3 separate regions of the Salmo salar genome follow, and all the other regions are linked to region 1. A link is a contact called in public Hi-C data. All regions are on one chromosome and are shown on one strand. The core of a region is the stretch at or near the end of the contact, and the rest is flanking DNA. Distances in the headings are between cores, read along the strand shown. Region 1 holds the start of LOC106569638 (cullin-3). Region 2 holds the start of LOC106569631 (kinesin-1 heavy chain). Region 3 holds the start of LOC106569642 (ras-related protein Rap-2b).

The links. Hi-C and Micro-C count contacts between places; a contact is called where the count stands out from the background.
Region 2: a contact with region 1 is called in a Hi-C map of muscle, with 4 times the contacts expected there. The contact joins the promoter of LOC106569631 here to the promoter of LOC106569638 in region 1. A contact is called at or near these places in 2 of 3 Hi-C or Micro-C datasets (gill and muscle).
Region 3: a contact with region 1 is called in a Hi-C map of gill, with 2.9 times the contacts expected there. The contact joins the promoter of LOC106569642 here to the promoter of LOC106569638 in region 1. A contact is called at or near these places in 2 of 3 Hi-C or Micro-C datasets (gill and muscle).

The regions. Positions count from the first base shown.
Region 1 is chrssa14:41,776,943-41,779,904 of Ssal_v3.1, forward strand. It overlaps LOC106569638 (cullin-3), which reads left to right and starts at 1,376. Exons shown (of 16, transcript XM_014141192.2): 1 at 1,376-1,669. The coding sequence starts at 1,610.
Region 2 is chrssa14:41,929,427-41,932,388 of Ssal_v3.1, forward strand. LOC106569631 (kinesin-1 heavy chain) reads left to right here and starts at 1,375. Exons shown (of 25, transcript XM_045694397.1): 1 at 1,375-1,756. The coding sequence starts at 1,628.
Region 3 is chrssa14:41,634,292-41,637,253 of Ssal_v3.1, forward strand. It overlaps LOC106569642 (ras-related protein Rap-2b), which reads right to left and starts at 1,398. Exons shown (of 2, transcript XM_014141199.2): 1 at 527-1,398; 2 at 1-134. The coding sequence starts at 1,096. The coding sequence ends at 548.

The sequences.
Region 1 (2,962 bases), core at 126-2,625:
AGGCAATAAGAGAACAGTAAAATAACAGTTAGACTAGGCAGTAAGAGAACAGTAAATAACAGTTCGACTAGGAGGCAATAAGAGAACAGTAAAATAACAGTTAGACTAGGCAGTAAAATAACAGTTAGACTAGGAGGCAATAAGAGAACAGGAAAATAACATTTAGACTAGGCAATAAGAGAACAGTAAATAACAGTTAGACTAGGAGGCAATAAGAGAACAGTAAAATAACAGTTAGACTAGGCAATAAGAGAACAGTAAATAACAGTTAGACTAGGCAATTAGAGAACAGTAAATAACAGTTAGACTAGGAGGCAATAAGAGAACAGTAAATAACAGTTAGACTAGGCAATAAGAGAACAGTAAATAACAGTTAGACTAGGCAATTAGAGAACAGTAAATAACAGTTAGACTAGGAGGCAATAAGAGAACAGTAAATAACAGTTAGACTAGGAGGCAATAAGAGAACAGTAAATAACAGTTAGACTAGGCAATAAGAGAACAGTAAATAACAGTTAGACTAGGCAATAAGAGAACAGTAAATAACAGTTAGACTAGGCAATTAGAGAACAGTAAATAACAGTTAGACTAGGAGGCAATAAGAGAACAGTAAATAACAGTTAGACTAGGAGGCAATAAGAGAACAGTAAATAACAGTTAGACTAGGAGGCAATAAGAGAACAGTAAATAACAGTTAGACTAGGCAATAAGAGTAAATAACACACATAGGCCTTTATTTACTTTAACAGTCACCTGGCGGGTTCAGAAACAACAAATCACAATTACCTCTCAGGACCTGTAGGACAAAATATTTTAAGCCTACCTGAAAAAAAGGGTTGTTTTTCTACATTTCACATGGTAACTAAGTGTTTCCTTAAAGGGACAGATACTATGGTTCCTACCCTGTCACACTATTAGGACGAGTACATCACAATATCCCTTTGTTTACATTAGCACTGTGTCATGTTGTTGGCTTTAATGTGTTCATGCACACTGGTATTTAAATAACAAAACAGCATGGATATCATGTGAGTGAGACTGTATTGGCCAACTCATCATAGTTGACAGGCCTAGTGCATGAGTACTGACTACTCAATTATGTAGCTAGGTAAGTATCTAGTGAGCACAAAGAAAGAATGCTAGATTTTGAAATGTGCACGTTTGTGTAATATTTAAAAAAAAATCAATGTCACCTCCAATTTTGGCCACCTGATAAAATGCAATATGATATGAACTGAATAGACTGTATACACATACATTGTCCAGACTTGATACTGGGTTAAAGTGAATTGGATATATATCCAACTGGTGGAATGAGGATGAACGTGCTATATCTTTTTGCAATATTATGTTTTCCATGGTTCATCTCGCGTGATTTCGGTTCGCTGTTACCACTGCCCTGTAGAAGCTTGTTGTCCGCCATCACTGCAAGGAGAAGCTAGGCAAAAATTGAGAGAAGAGGAGTGACAACAACAGCGCAGAGAGACGGACCCAAGCCCAAGGGGAAGGTCGAGGGGGATCTTTACCACTTTCCATTCGCAGGCATCCCTGTTGCAGCCTAAAATAGTATTTCATGATAACGTAGAGAAGACGGACGTACTAACTAATCATGTCCAACCTCAAAGGCGGCGTCAAGAAGGACACCAAGATGAGGATAAGAGCCTTTCCTGTAAGTATTAGCCGGGTACGCTGAGACGCGAGCACTGGGGATGTAATTTGCTAAAGACGGGCCTGGCTAGTTAGCTAAACATATACTTTGAAAATGTCACTGTCAGCTAACAACAACCTAGCTAAATTAGCTTCGTGTTGCGTAGATTCATATTCGCTAGTTTGCTAACTAACTTTGATTCGATAAGTTTCTGTTATTTGTACAGTGCACATTGGAAAATATCCACTAGCTAACTATTAGTTAGCAAACGTTAGCTAACTTGCGGTGTTGCTGACAAACTAGTTTCTAGCTAGGTTGTTGGCTAGCTATATACATTGGCAGCCAGCTAACTTTATTAGCTAGTTAGCAGAAACCTAGCTTGGTAACTAACTAGTTACCTGGTTAACTAAACTTTAAGTCAACTATCTATCGTTAGCTAGTAAGCTACCGGCTAACATACTAACGTTAGCCAGGACCTAGTCTAGGTAGCAGCTAACGTTAGCTAGTTCCTTAGCTGTGTAGCCAACTGCCCACCCGTAAAAATTGCCTGTAGCGTAGGCCTAATTTACTAACTCAGAAAGGGTATAACCAGAGATTATAAACTAATTTGTCAGTGTTTAAAAAAAAAATAATCTGTCACGATTTGTAGATATTTAGCATGGCTATATTTAGCCTGACTATGTTGCAGAACTAGCTAAGCATGTATACCGATTGCTCTACGTTAGTTAGTTAACGTTAGTCTCTCTTTTTATGAGAGCAGCCCTACATTGTTGGATGCCAGACATTGGCTGTATGTGTGAAGGAATGACATTGCAGTCGGCCCTGGGCTTAGACAGAAATGTACTCTCTCATCCCCTGAATATCTCACACACATGCACAGTGTTACACTGACTGCTTGAATGCTGCAGGAATAACAGCAGCGGAATGGCCGTGCGAGTGCTTCTGTGACCACGCACTCAGTCTGTGCACCTGGACAGTAGCCAGGGTATGGGATATGCAGTTTTGTCTGCCTGCATACCTGCAGCAGCCCCACCTAATAATAACTGAGCAGGAGAAGGGATGAGCTTTTCATCTTACACAACTACTTGCCCCCCAGTTTATTAGGCCCATGTTCCAAATTTAGGCCCACCAAAGTGACTTTCAGTGTAGTGTGTGTGTTTGGGGCCTATGTGTTTGCTTGCATGTCTGCATGCTTGAGCAGGCTTTAATTTAGACTTCCATGAAGAACTGGATTCTATTTAGGCAGTTTTCCCCTTTGCACATGTTGGTGCATCCTGTACCCCTCAGTTCAGTTGTTGGCCCCAATATAATAAA
Region 2 (2,962 bases), core at 125-2,624, 150 kb after region 1:
AAATCTGAATTTGTCTCCCAGTGTATAAGACACACAGGAAAGCCAACTGAACTAGGTTTTCCGCTAGGATTTTGCCTGTGATTAGCTCTATTCCATTTGTTTTTATCCTAAAAAAACGATCTAGTCCTTGCCAATGACAAGCATACCCATAACATGATGCAGCCACCACCATGCTTGAAAATATAAAGACTGGTACTCAGTGATGTGTTGTGTTGGATTTGCCCCAAACATAACGCTTTGTATTCAGGACATAAAGTTAATTTATTTGCCAATTTTTTGGGGCAGTTTTACTTCAGTGCCTTACTGCAAACAGGATGCATGGTTTGGAATATTTTTATTCTGTACAGGCTTCCTTCTTTTCACTCTGTCATTTAGGTTAGTATTGTGGAGTAACTACAATGTTGTTGATTCATCCTCAGTTTAACCTATCACAGCCATAAAACTCTATAACTGTTTTAAGGTCACTATTGGCCTCATGTTGAAATCCCTGAGCGGTTTCCTTCCTCTCCTGCAACTGAGTTAGAAAGGACGTCTGTATCTTTGTAGTGATTGGGTGTACTGATACACCATCCAAAGTGTAATTAAAAACTTCACCAATCTCAAAAGGATATTCAATGTCTGCTTAAAAAAAAATACATCTACCAATAGGTGCCCTTCCTTGTGAGGCATTGGAAAACCTTCCTGGTCTTTGTGGTTGAATCTGTGTTTGAAATTCACTGCTTGACTGAGGGACCTTACAGATAAATGTGTTAGGTACGGAGATGTGGTAGTCATTCAAAAATCATGTTAAACACTATTATTGCACACAGAGTGAGTCCACGCAACTTATTATGTGACTTGATAAGCAAATGTTTACTCCTGAACTTATTTAGTCTTGCCATAACAAAGGGGTTGAATACTTATTGACTCAAGACATTTCAGCTTTTCATTTTTAATTAATTTAGAAAAATGTCTAAAAACATAATTCCACTTTGACATTATGGGGTATTGTGTGTAGACCAATGACACAAAATCTACATTTAATACATTTCAAATTCAGGCCTGTAACACAACAAAATGTGGAAAAAGTCAAGGGGTGCGAATACTTTTAATGATAACTAAACTCATGCATTAGCATCATTCATATGATCTGAGGGAATACTGGATAATCAATAACCATGCATTGCCATCAAGAAAAGCCAACATTTTCTCTTCATGCATGAGTAATAGCTAAGTAATAACTGGTCTCAACAATTAGTCTATTGATTGGTTATTGCCATAGTATATTCATTTATATAGGTCAATGATATGAACTTGCAGAAACATACCTGACCAGACTGGATAGTGTACAGTAGCTACATCAGAGGGAGTGTTGACGATTTAGGGTGACGTAATTTGGTATATGGGTCCCACGGACAGAGGGGGTGAGCAAGCCAGTGATCCACCGGCATCATGGCTTCCACATTGGATATGAAGTGTTTTTAGCACACCCTAGAAGAAAATAGTCATTCATTGTTGAAAATCTGAGCCCATTCTAGTCTCATATTGGGACTGAGGGGCCGTGCCGCCCTCTAGTCTCCCTCGACCGCCTCTAGAACGAGAATCTACACTGTTTCTATTGTGAGTTTTCATCCATAAATCGTGGAAGATGGCCGACGTACCGGCGGAGTGCACCATCAAAGTGATGTGCCGTTTCAGGCCCTTGAATAGTTCAGAGGTGGCCAGAGGGGACAAATACATACCTAAGTTTCAAGGGGAAGACCATGTGGTCGTCGGGGTAAGTTGGTTTGCCATATTTCTTTGTCTGCAAGCGAGTGCCCTCTGTGACAGTCTGCGCTGCGCCATTGACACCGTGATCAGCTCGGTCAGCGGTGTCACTAGTTACGTTAGCGTAGCTAGCTAGCTGGCTAACTGACCTACCTGTCCAGCCACACCAGCTGTGTAGCCTTAACGTTAGCGTAGCTAGCTAGCTGGCTAACTGACCTACCTGTCCAGCCACACCAGCTGTGTAGCGTTAACGTTAGCACTAAGCTAGTTCACCCACACCATCACCGACTGGAACAGGACACTATTGATTGCTAGCCAGTCAAGTTTGTATCGTTAGCTAGCTGTATTTCTCTGCTTTGCCGAGTCAACTTTGTCGTTGCAATGAACTAATCTTGCCGTGTCAGGTAACGTTAGCTACTGTAGTTGGTCAGTCAGCTGTCATACAACAACAACAATGACAGGCAAGTGCTAGCTAACTTTAGCTAGCTAACTACAGTACCAACAACATGAGCTAACGTTGCGTTCAAAATAAATGCTCATCATTTTTCAGTTAACACTCACTATCTAGCTAACGCTTGGCCAGCTGAGATGGCAGTGGCAGATTATCTGGCCTAAAGTTAGCTACACCCAGCCGCAAAGACGGTGCACAATTTGACTAGCTAGCTAGTGTAACTAAGTGTTTCATCAACTAGATGACTGACAAGCCAGCTACGAGGACTGCCCCTTGGGCCCAGTTGATTTATTTTAGCTAGTCAAACCAAGACTGTTGTGCGGTACGTTACAAGACTATAGTAACGAAGTACAGTACTGTATGAGGAGCAGCATTTACAATTCAGATACAACACATTTAATTCATTCATAACAACCGTTACGTTAGTAGATGTTTGTACGGTCTGTAGCTACAATGTCTGTTCATGTTATAACGGCGGGTAGTCACATACATTTCTTCAAGTTAGTGTAGTGCACTTAGGTAGCTACATTAGTTATTATCTCTGAATATATCTGGTTAGAGTTACACCACTGGTCCATTACTAAGTGGATTCAGGAAATGGCAGTTTGTTTGTTTTTAGTCATCTTGGAATGTAGACCCATGTCTGCACTCAAATGTCACTATATTCTCTATGTAGTGCACTACTTTTGACCAGAACCCTATGGGGTGCCATTTGGGACACGCCCTTGACACCAGATAAGGATAATGAAATGGGTGCCACTCAGT
Region 3 (2,962 bases), core at 148-2,647, 140 kb before region 1:
TGTACCAAAAAAAAAGAAAAAGAGCTTTTGCAGGGAGTTTCCAATTTTTGGGGGGGAGGCAAATGTTCCTTGAGCCCAGCAGAATCCACAGAAAGGGATGAGTCCTCCAATCCATCTCTCCAGGCCTGAATGACCTGCCCAGAAGACGTGAAAAAGTACAACTCAACAGTAATCAAACCCCACATAACATTTTCATAGCAAAACAAAGCAACAACAAAGTGTCTCTCTTAGGTTTCACAATAAGACTCCCATCGAGGCACGTTTCCAGAGAAGTGTCAAATACAAAGCTGTTTGATATTGAACTAAAAACTTAAACATTCAAGTACTTTGTCATGTAAACACTTTTTAGGCTATTTCAATATCGAATGTTGTCATCCTCGATGGTGTGTGCAATAATACAACAGTAGGTAGCTTTCTATATTGACGGCTGCTTAATCAACAAAACAAGAGACCGTATCATTTTGTTATCAACAAGTTATCAAAATAGGGCTTGTTTGATGGTTTTCACATAGATAAAAACACTCACAGCTGCACGAAACATGTTTTCTTAGAGAAGCACACAAGAACAACAGCGATCTCCACCGCTGGGTAAAGAAGAATAGTTCATCTGTCTCACGATTTCTGCGAACAGTTCGTCGACCAAGCCTTTATTTTTTGCTGAAGTTTCCATAAACGGGCAATTCCACTCCTGAGCCAGCGCCTTGCCTTCCCCGGAAGAGACCTCCCTCTCGCCTTCCAAGTCCACCTTGTTTCCAACCAATACCATTGGCACTCGTTCGTATCTTTTCACTCGGATGATTTGATCCCTCAATGCCTTGATGTCTTGGAAGCTCTGCTGGTTGACCAGACTGTAGACCAAAATAAATCCCTGCCCGTTTTTGATGTACAGGTCTCGCATGGAGGCGAACTGTTCGGTCCCGGCCGTGTCCAGTATCTCCAGAACAGAGGGCGACGAGTCCACCTCGATCTCCTTTCGGTAGAAATCCTCTATTGTGGGGTCGTATTTCTCAATGAAGGATCCCGTCACAAACTGGACCGTCAATGCTGATTTACCCACGCCGCCCGAGCCCAACACGACCACTTTATACTCCCTCATGGCTCCAGAAAGCAGACAGCCCTTCTCTACGAATCCTCTTCCCACCCGCGGTCCGCCCCGATGTTTTTAGACCGCAGACACCTTTCACGGGTGGGAGTTGTCAAATCTCTCCACGGAAAAGCTTTCGAGGAACGTCTCCAAAAGTCTTGGTAAGAAGCCGAAGACTGTGGCCGTTCCCGAACATTAGTAATATAACGTGGAGCACATATTCGGTTATTTGTACTGTGCCATGGTGTTGGAACCCGTGAACAAGTCTTTCTTTGCCTGCCGTTTCCTGCCCACTGTTTCTCGGCGCAAGGCAACTAACGTCACGAGCCAAGGCTTACTTCCGTTTTCTTAAAGGGGCAGTCACCCCAAAACGTTACTCAATACAAATATTAGTCACTCACTCTGGTGTCAGTCAGGTGACCCGTGCTCTTGTAACAAATTACTGTTACAAGACGCCTTGAAGTGTGTTGTCCAGGGCATGTCCCCCCAATACTTATCTTATATGATGAGGCTGATATCAGGAGGATAATCATTTATAGGCCTAGCTTTAGTAATATTACAGTAAAGCAAAGGATATTAATATTCAACTGAATGTTGCCCATTGAAAGGGGGTGACAAACTTGTGTCTTGGTGCTTTTAAGACAAGTGTTGCCGCATTCAAAACAATAAGGAACTTGGAAATATCAGACTTCCGACTTCAGTGCATTCCAAAAAATTGGGAGCTCTGGGGGCTACGACAGGGGAAAAATCGATTTGAATGGTTTTTGGGAACATGATGAAGCTGGTTGAGAGAATGCCAAGATTGTGCAAAGCTGTCATCAAGGCTACTTTGGCTACTTTGAAGAATCTCAAATATAAAATATATTTTGATGTGTTTAACACTTTTTTGTTCACTACATGATTCCATATGTGTTATTTCATAGTTTTGATGTCTTCACTATTATTCTACAATGTAAAAAATTGTAAAAATAAAGAAAAACCCTTGAATGAGTGGGTGTGTCCAAATTTTTGACAGGTACTGTAGGTTGGAGCCTACAGTATGTTTATTATAGACATATTCTTTATGAAATATATGACTGAATGAAATATGCCATTTTCTGAAGGCATCAGTTACTTTTAACAAACATCACCATAAACTATGGCTATACTCTTTCTACAGACCCACTGGCTCCAGGTCATCTATAAGTCTTTGCTAGGTAAAGCTCCGCCTTATCTCAGCTCACTGGTCATGATAACAACACCCACCCGTAGCACACGCTCCAGCAGGTATCATCTCACTGGTCATTCCCAAAGCCAGCAGCCCCTTTGGCCGCCTTTCTTTCCAGTTCTCTGCTGCCAATGACTGGAACGAATTGCAAAAATCGCTGAAGTTGGAGCCTTATAGAGTCTTCCCTGTGGCTCAGTTGGTAGAGCATGGTGTTTGCAACGCCAGCATGGTGTGTGCAACGCCAGGGTTGTGGGTTTGATTCCCACGGGGGGCCAGTACAAAAAAAAAATGCATGAAATGAAATGTATGCATTCACTACTGTAAGTCGCTCTGGATAAGAGTGGCTGCTAAATGACTAAAATGTAAAATGTAAGTGTTATATCTCTCTCACTAACTTTAAACATCAGCTATCTGAGCAGCTAACTGATCGCTGCAGCTGTTCACAGCCCATCCAATCTACCTACCTCATCCCCATATTGTTTTTATTTACTTTTTGCTCTTTTGCACTCCAGTATTTCTACTTGCACATCATGATCTGCACATCTATCACTCCAGTGTTAATTTGCTAAACTGTAATTACTTCGCTACTATGACCTATTTACTGCCTTATCACCTCACGCCATTTGCACATACTGTATATAGACTTTGTTTTCTATTGTGTTATAGACTGT